Regions from separate parts of the Sus scrofa genome. Here region 2 is linked to region 1. The links are chromatin contacts, called in public Hi-C maps. All regions are on one chromosome and are shown on one strand. Each heading gives the region's core, a stretch centred on a gene start, on an enhancer-like site or on the middle of the called end of the contact. The rest is flanking DNA. Distances are from core to core; before and after follow the strand shown.

Evidence for each region. Hi-C and Micro-C count contacts between places; a contact is called where the count stands out from the background.
Region 2: a contact with region 1 is called in a Hi-C map of skeletal muscle, with 4 times the contacts expected there. The contact joins the promoter of UBTF here to the promoter of SLC25A39 in region 1. A contact is called at or near these places in 3 of 5 promoter capture datasets (fetal liver and liver), 22 of 47 Hi-C or Micro-C datasets (adipose tissue, alveolar macrophages, blood and 13 more) and 2 of 2 datasets of contacts at active chromatin or transcription factors (alveolar macrophages and skeletal muscle).

Annotation. Positions count from the first base shown.
Region 1 is chr12:18,913,147-18,917,004 of Sscrofa11.1, forward strand. It overlaps SLC25A39 (solute carrier family 25 member 39), which reads left to right and starts at 2,395. Exons shown (of 12, transcript NM_001244966.1): 1 at 2,395-2,415; 2 at 3,290-3,389; 3 at 3,489-3,548; 4 at 3,666-3,710. The coding sequence starts at 3,305.
Region 2 is chr12:18,988,429-18,992,096 of Sscrofa11.1, forward strand. It overlaps UBTF (nucleolar transcription factor 1), which reads left to right and starts at 1,421. Exons shown (of 20, transcript XM_021066877.1): 1 at 1,421-1,825.

The DNA.
Region 1 (3,858 bases), core at 1,145-3,644:
CTATAAACTACCTTCTGTTTATATCACTCCCCCAGTGCCAGGCAAGGACTTGTACGTCACTCCCTGAGATAACCCATGGCGCGGGTATAATTTTCTCCCTTCTACAGTGGAGAGGAATTTGTTTGTCCATCTGACAAGGAGGCCAGCGAGGAGGCCAGATACCATTAGGTGTGCTGTCAGTGTGGACGGTGGCTGAGCCGGTCAGGACAGCGCCACAGCGCCGCCTCCTGTGGCCTCTAGCCTTGCTTCTCAGGACGGCAGGTGAGTCTCAGCAGGGCCCCACAGGTTCACAGACATCTCAAGGCTCCAGCTCCACCTTGCAGTTGCCCTGGTCACCCTTGGAAGACGCCTCCCCCAGCTCCAATAGGGGATAACTTCTCCTGCAGGCCCAGACGGCTGTCACTGCACTGGCCACCACTGGCCTTTGGTTACCCGAGGATCCCCCAAGGTCTTCTCAGTCTCACAGAATTTTCCTGTGGGGGGGTGGCAGGAAATGTGAGCTGCTCCGCTCTGGGTGTGGACTCTACCTAGCTTTTCGCAGATAGCACTTGAGCTAAGAGTCTGTAAATGAGCAGGATGGTGACATCATTCTTATTTTCAGTTGAAGAAACTGAGGTATAGTGACAAATCTCAAAGGCATCCTATGGCAAGAAGAAAACCAGAAATGGAGCGCGAGTCCCTCATTTACTGTGAGGAAGACAGGCTCCGAGGTCTCCGAGGGGGATTCCTGGCTGGGCTACTTTGCAGCTCATCTTGGCTCTGGGGAGGAAAAGGGTGTAAGGAGTTATCACTACCACTGCCTGTATTTAGAGGCAGAGGTAAGATCAGAATCCTGGTTGCTCTAAAGACCCTTTCCAGAACGTTCTGTGCCATGGGGTGGGGTGATGGGGGGATTAATAATAATAATAATAATGACAGTCGTAGTCATTGAGGGCTTCCCATGTGCCAGACAGGGGTCTAAGCACTTTACTGCTATTAAATCATTAAATCCTCACAAAATTTCTGTGAAACGGAAGTATTTTTATCCCCATCAGCTCATTTTGGGCTTCCTAGAGGTGGAGATCCCGAACGTCCTTTCGCAGGGAAAGCACATGGTTGGCCCCTTGGAATCCACGTGCTAAACCGGCGTGCACCGGCCGGCTGGGTGACTCCAGGCCCAGATGGGACCGTTCCCGGCGGTGCAAGGCGGGGGAGCCGGTGACGTCAAAAGCACGGCCTATCCTTCTTAAAGGCGCAGGTTCACACTCCGAGTTAGTTTTTCTGTTGGGACAAATAACCGCTGACCACAGGAAAGTTGTAGAGGCGAGACAGCTGGTGGTCTCGGGTAAGGTCGGGAAAGAAATGCGTCTCCCTGAGAAGCGGGATCAGAGATGGCATCGCAGGATTTATGTCCACCTGTCACCTGGGGAGGCAACCTGGTGCAGGGAAAAAGGTACTTACCCGGTTCTAATACCGGATTCTTCGAGCCTCATTCCGTCTTCTGTAAAATGGGGTTAATAATAACCCATTTCTAGATATTCGGAGATTTAGAAGAAATCGGTTTTGTGAGAGTAAGCAACAAAGAAATGTGGGTCCCCTACCCCTACTCAATCTTCACCCTTTGCGAAGGAGGAATCCGAGGCACAGAGCGGTGCTGTGACCTGCCCAGGGTCACATGGCGATGGGACGAAGCCCAGATTGAATCCGGTTTAACCCAGGTTTCCCGGCTCCCGGGCCAGCCTTCTATCGCTGTCCAGCCTACCAGGCCCAGGTTACTTACTGCTTCTCTAAATCTATTGCTCGCGCTCGCGTGTTACCCGGCAGTTTGTCAAGAGGTCTTGGAATTTCAGTCTCAATGGATTGCCTGTTAAGTGCGGACGGCCCCATTTGATACAGTCGCCGTTGAGTTGTAAAAACTTAGCAGAGTCCGGTAGTTAAATGCTTTGCCATCGCCGATTCAAAAGCCCGCCTCCATGCAGATGAGGAAAATGGGGGGATGCGGAGAGTGCGTTGCTCACGCTCGTTTGCAAAGTTTGAGGGATCAGCAAGCTGCCCGGGTGCTGGTGAGGTGTGTTGGTGACAATACGAAGTCAAGCGTATCACTGCCGCCAGGTCACACGCGGCGCCGAGACCCCCAACCTTGGCGCGTGGGCCCGGCAGGGCACTGGGGAGGCACAGGTGGCGCGGGTCCGAGACAGCGCTGGTCCTGGACGAAGCTGGTACGAGTAGCAGCGCCGGCGTCACTCCGGGCGTGCGGCCGGTCGGCCCACGGGGGCGGGGCCTCCCGGCGCGTTCCGGGGGCGGGGCGAGCTCCGCCGCTTTCCGAGTCGGCCTTGCTGCCCGGTGAGGGCTCGCGGAGCCCGCACCGGCCGCGGAGCCGCTATGGGCCCGCCCGGCCCCGGGCGCCGCGGCGCGCGAGCACCGGCCAAGAGCCAGGTGAGTGGGCAGGACCAGGGTTGAGGGTTCGGCTGGAGACGGAGGCGGGAGTCGGATCTAAGGGGGTCCCGGGGAGGCTGAGCCCGGGGGTGATGGGCTGAAGGCCGGGAGTCGCGGGCCGACCTCGTCGGCCCCACCGGGCGCTCTCTGAGCGGCTCCGGGGTAGAGAGTGTCGCCGAGGGACGAGGAGCTATCTTTCGTCGATCCCCACTTCTCGCACTCTCGGCCGACCGATTTGGGGGAGGGAGAGCAGAGAGACTGTTCTTCCCACCCAGGCCCGGGGCCTGGCGCTTCTGGCCTTGGGAAGATGGGTGCGGGAGAGGACCAGGCACCCATGCCTGCAGTCCCCAGAAAACAGATGGGGGACTGAGTCCCCTTGGCCGCTCTCAGATGTGTTTCTTCCCCTCACTCGTCTGCCCCACCTCTCCATGCCCTGTGACTTGGGGCTCAGGAGTGGGGGGCCTAGAGGGGCGGCTCAGGCGTTTTGATCTTTAGGCCCCAGACCCCCCCCCCCGCACCTACGCTGAAGAGATGCCCCGTAAATCTGTGTGGGGAGGGTAAGGGCATGGCGGTGGGTCATTACTGCCCGTTAAACCATGGGCGACTCTTCCAGTTTCCTTCCCGACTACAGACCAGACCCCCAGAGGGACCTTGGGTAGATCACTTCACCTCTCTGAGCCTCAGGTTCCCCGATGGCAAAGTGGAGTTGGCAGTAATTGCTTTAATGGGTTGTTGCGAGAAACTCACTCTCAGTGGATGGATGGGGTGAGGGTCCGGGTAGTGTCCCCAAGTGCCCCTGCCTTGTTTTCTTTCCCCTCCCCCCGAGTCTGGTTTTGTGGGTAGATGCTCCGTTTGAGTGACCTTTGCTTTCCAGAACTGAAGCTGCGAGATGGCCGAGCAGGACCCCGGGGGCATCAGCCCCCTCCAGCAAATGGTGGCATCAGGCGCTGGGGCTGTGGTCACCTCTCTCTTCAGTAAGAATTGGGGAGGGTCGCGGAGGGGCGGGCAGCTGGGAATTGGAGGGGTCAGGGTGGGTCCTGCAAGGAGTCCTCAGACCTGCCCTCCTCCCCCAGTGACCCCCCTGGATGTGGTGAAGGTCCGCCTGCAGTCTCAGCGCCCCTCGGTGGCCAGTGGTGAGTGCCCAACCCCAGAGCCCGTAGGGTAGGGGCTGGTGCCAAGGATTTCCCAGAGGTGGGGGCTTCCGAGTAGGTAGGGGACACTCCCAACTTGGGTACTGCCTTGTATTTTAGAGCTGATGCCTCCATCCAGACTCTGGAGCCTCTCCTACGCCAAATGTGAGTGCCCTAAGCCACAGGGTACCTGTAAGGGTCCAGGGGAGGGAGTGTACCAGTCTGCCCAGGGCTCACAGGGGCCCCACAGCTATGGACTAGCACTGGCTTCTAGATCCCATCAGCCACCCCTCTCTCTCTGACACAAGAATGT
Region 2 (3,668 bases), core at 171-2,670, 74 kb after region 1:
TAAGACAGCCCCTGTGATAAGGGGCCCTGAAGCTTAAACTTCATTAGCATCAAGGCAAATCGGCCCCTCCTACGTGCTCTACCCACTAGAAAATCCTGACACACCAGATCTTGACAGGATTTTCCTCCCTGTTTATGAAACGTGGCAGATGTGGGCTCTGGAAGCCCTGGAAAAGGAATCTCATTTCTCCCGGGAGACATGAGGAACCGCAGCAGCAGCAGCGAAGCCCGCCTGTGAAGATGGAGAAGGCTGTTTGCCAGGGGAGAGTCCAAAGGGGCCAGTGACCCAGCTGGCCGAGATGTGGCCGCAGCAGTGCTGGCGTGGTAGGCTGGCATCCCAGGAGCCGGGAGCAATGGCGCTGCCCCCGGAGCGATGGCCCAAACTGTAGGCTCGCCTGTCGGAAGCGGGCGTTCTTCAGACTGTCATCTGGCTTCCTGCGTCCAGATAAACCCTCCGCGGAGGAGGACAGGCAGAGGAAGACAACCACAGACGACGGCAGTTGGGAGGGTGGATGGTGGTCCCGCCCAGGCCTTTCGATCCCCGGCCCGCAGGGTGGTAGGAGAACAGAGGCCTACGAGGAGGCTGCCCCGCTGCGGCTTGCGCGGCGAGGCCCGGGTGCCAGGCTCCCCTCTTGGCTCCCCGCCGCCGCTGCCGGGGGTGGGGGTAGTGGAGGGTGGGGGGCAGCGCCCGCAGCCTGCTTTCCCAGGGCTGGCCGAGCCTTTTTGACAAGCCGATTGCGTGGCGGGGATTGGCTGGTCCGGGCGTGACGCCGGTTAACAACAAAGGTGGAGTTGGAAGAAATTAGATTAAAGGAAAGGGAAAAAAAAAAAAAAAAATTAAAGGGGGAGCTGGCAGGGGACAGGCGGCAGAGACCGAAGGGGAGATGCACGAAGCGAGGTCTCAAGCTCCAAGTTCACCCCGGATACCCCTTTGCCTAAACCCAACGGGGTTTTTGCTCTTTATCCAGACGCCGGCCCAGCCACTGAAGCCGGGGTGGGAGGGACGGTTGCTGCTTCTTGAGAAATACCCCCACCTCCCACCCTGACACCCCCTTGCTACGGCCCAGGGGGAGAACTTTTTGCTTGGACTTCCTCGGATCCTAAACCCGTAGGAGGTGAGGGGCACTGAGAACAACGAGGGGCTCGCTCCAAAACCCGGAAGGCCCTGGCGGAGCCCCGAGATCGGACTAGGCGGGGTGCTCCCCGGGTTTTTCAATGTGTTGCAAGCCTAAGAGCTATTTGCTTGCTTTTATCTTTTTCTTTCTTTTTTGTTTTTTTGTAACACTCCCCCTTGCTCCCCACCCCCCACCCACTCCGCTCTGGCTCTAGGGTTGCAAAAGCAAAGAGCAATAAAAAAAAAAAAAAAAAAAAAAAAAAAAAAAAAACCCGCGCACACACTCAGACACACACCAGTGGCGACAGGGGAGAGTTGGAAAGACGCAGGAGAGAAGCAGGAGGCAGGAGGCAGCAGGGAGGGAGCAATGGGAGCGGGAAGCCGGCAGGTTCCCTCGCAAATCCCCCTCCGGCCCCACGTCGCCTCGCCGGCCCCGGCAGGGGAGCGAGGATCCGGGCAAGCAGATGGAGGAGTGGAGCTCGCTCTAGGCAGCGGGCTTGGCCGGAGAATGGAGGAGCCGCCAAGCGATCGGCTGATTGGAAGAGAAACGCAGAGCGATGGAGGCGGGGGTAGGAGGACGATTTCTCTGCGGGGACTGGCGGCGGCGTATACGCCCGGGTCGGGCGCTGCAGAGCTTGGCTAGCTTTCAACCCGCGCTCGCCGGCTACAGCCCCGCGCGCCCCCACCCCTAGCCCTCCCGGCGGCTCCGCAGGTGAGTGCGAGCTGGGGGCAAAAAAAGACCCGAAAGTCTCAACAAGCCCGCCCTGCCAAAGGAAAAAAAAAAAAGAAAAGCATTTTTTCCTTTTCTTTTTTTTTTTATTTTCATGCAACCCCCAGAGCGGTGGGAGGGAAGGGGTGAGGCTGAGCCGCTCGGAGGAGGCGGAGGGGCCAGGCGAGGCCGGAGTGGCCCGGGAGGCGGCGGCGCCGAGGCGGCTCTGACGGGCGAGCGCTCGGAGCGGCGCTGCGCTGCGCCGAGGCGGGCGGGCGGGCGGGCGGAGCGGGGCGGGCGGAGCGCGGCGCGTGGGGCTCGCCATTAGCCGTCGCTCCGCTTCGCCATCTCGGGCTTTGTCTGGCGACTCGCTGCCCCGGCGTCGGCTGCGGCGGAGCTGCGGCTCGGCTCTTCGGCCCGCAGCACCCCTAAGGCGCCCCTGGCCCGCACTCCCATTCACACGCTCGGTAAGTGAGCCCCAGCGCCGCGGATTTCGGGGGAGAGGGGTTGCTGCGAGCGGCGGCAGCGACGATCTCCATGCGCCCGGGCAGGCCTGGGGAGCCATGCCGGGCTGGATTGAACCAGCTCCCAGAAAGGCTCCTCCGCCGGAGCCCGTTGCCCCCTCGCCGTTTGCGGAGTGTAAGCACAGGATTTTTTTTTTTTAATTTGCAAGGAGGATATTTTGTAGGAATAATTTTTTAAAAGTTCGTGTGTGTGCTGCTTGGCAGCGAGGCGACCGCGAGGCAGGCTCCGAAGCCTGGCGCCGCGATCGGCGGGCGTGCGCCCCAAGCCGGTGGCTACGCTCCGGGGATAAGGGTGGGCGCGGACCGCCCGCTCCGGGAGGCAGGCGAGGGGAGCGGGTGAGGGCCGGCGTGGAAACCTGAATCTGAGCTGGGAAGACTTAAGAGAGAGCTCCGGAGCAAGGCTGCAGGCACCCCCCGAGCCTCCCTGGCCGCCGGGGGGCCCTCCGGGCACCCTCTCTGCGGCCGCGCCTCGAGCCCTCCCTCCCGCGCCGGCCGAGCCTGCCAGTTCCCCCGCGGGTCTGGCGAGGTCGCTCTCGGCGCCCGCCCGCCCGCCTGCCTCGGCTCCGAGCCCCGCCGCCATCCGGGCGGCTGCGTGTCTCCCTGCCCCGGCCCCCCCCCTCTCCGGCGGCAGCAGCCGCCGCCGCCGCCGCCACCACCACCACTACCACTACCACCACCACCACCCCCTCCCCTCCTTCCTTCCCTCCGCCTCGGCCGCCCGGGTCCCCCAGCTCCCGCCCCTCCTCCCAGCTGCCCCCCGCGGAGCCCGCCCGGGCAGGCTGTGGGAGGGAGCGGAGCCGGCGAGGCGGGCGGGCTGGCGCTCGCTCCCCGGGGGTCGGTGTGCGCTCTACGGGGAAGGACGCGCTCGCTGCCCCGCTTCTCCCGCCCCCCCTCCCGCTCCTCCTCCTCCCTTCTCCCTCCTCCTCCCCGCTCCGGCGGCGGAGGCTGCGGCGGCGGCGGGGGGTGTGCGAGCTGAGGCCGGGGCCGGCGGGCGGGCGGCGGGCGGGCTGCCTGCAGGCGGAGGGCGCTGTGCTTTGTGCTTTTCGCCGCGAGGAGCAGCAGGCAGCAGCCACAGCCGCCGCCGCCGCCACAGCAGCAGCAGCCGCCGCCCCAGCGCTGCCGCCGCGCCCGGAGGAGGAGCCGCTGCCGCCGCGGGAGGGAGCTGCGGCTGTGCCCGGCCGAGCGGGGGAGGGCGCCGCCGCTCAGAGCCGGGGAGGGAGCCGCCGGAGCGGGAAGCCTGGAGGCCGCGCTGTGCCGGGTAACCGAGGCGGCTGAGGACGCGCGCTGGGGTCGGGGCCGGGCGGCGGGGAGCGAGCCGCGGG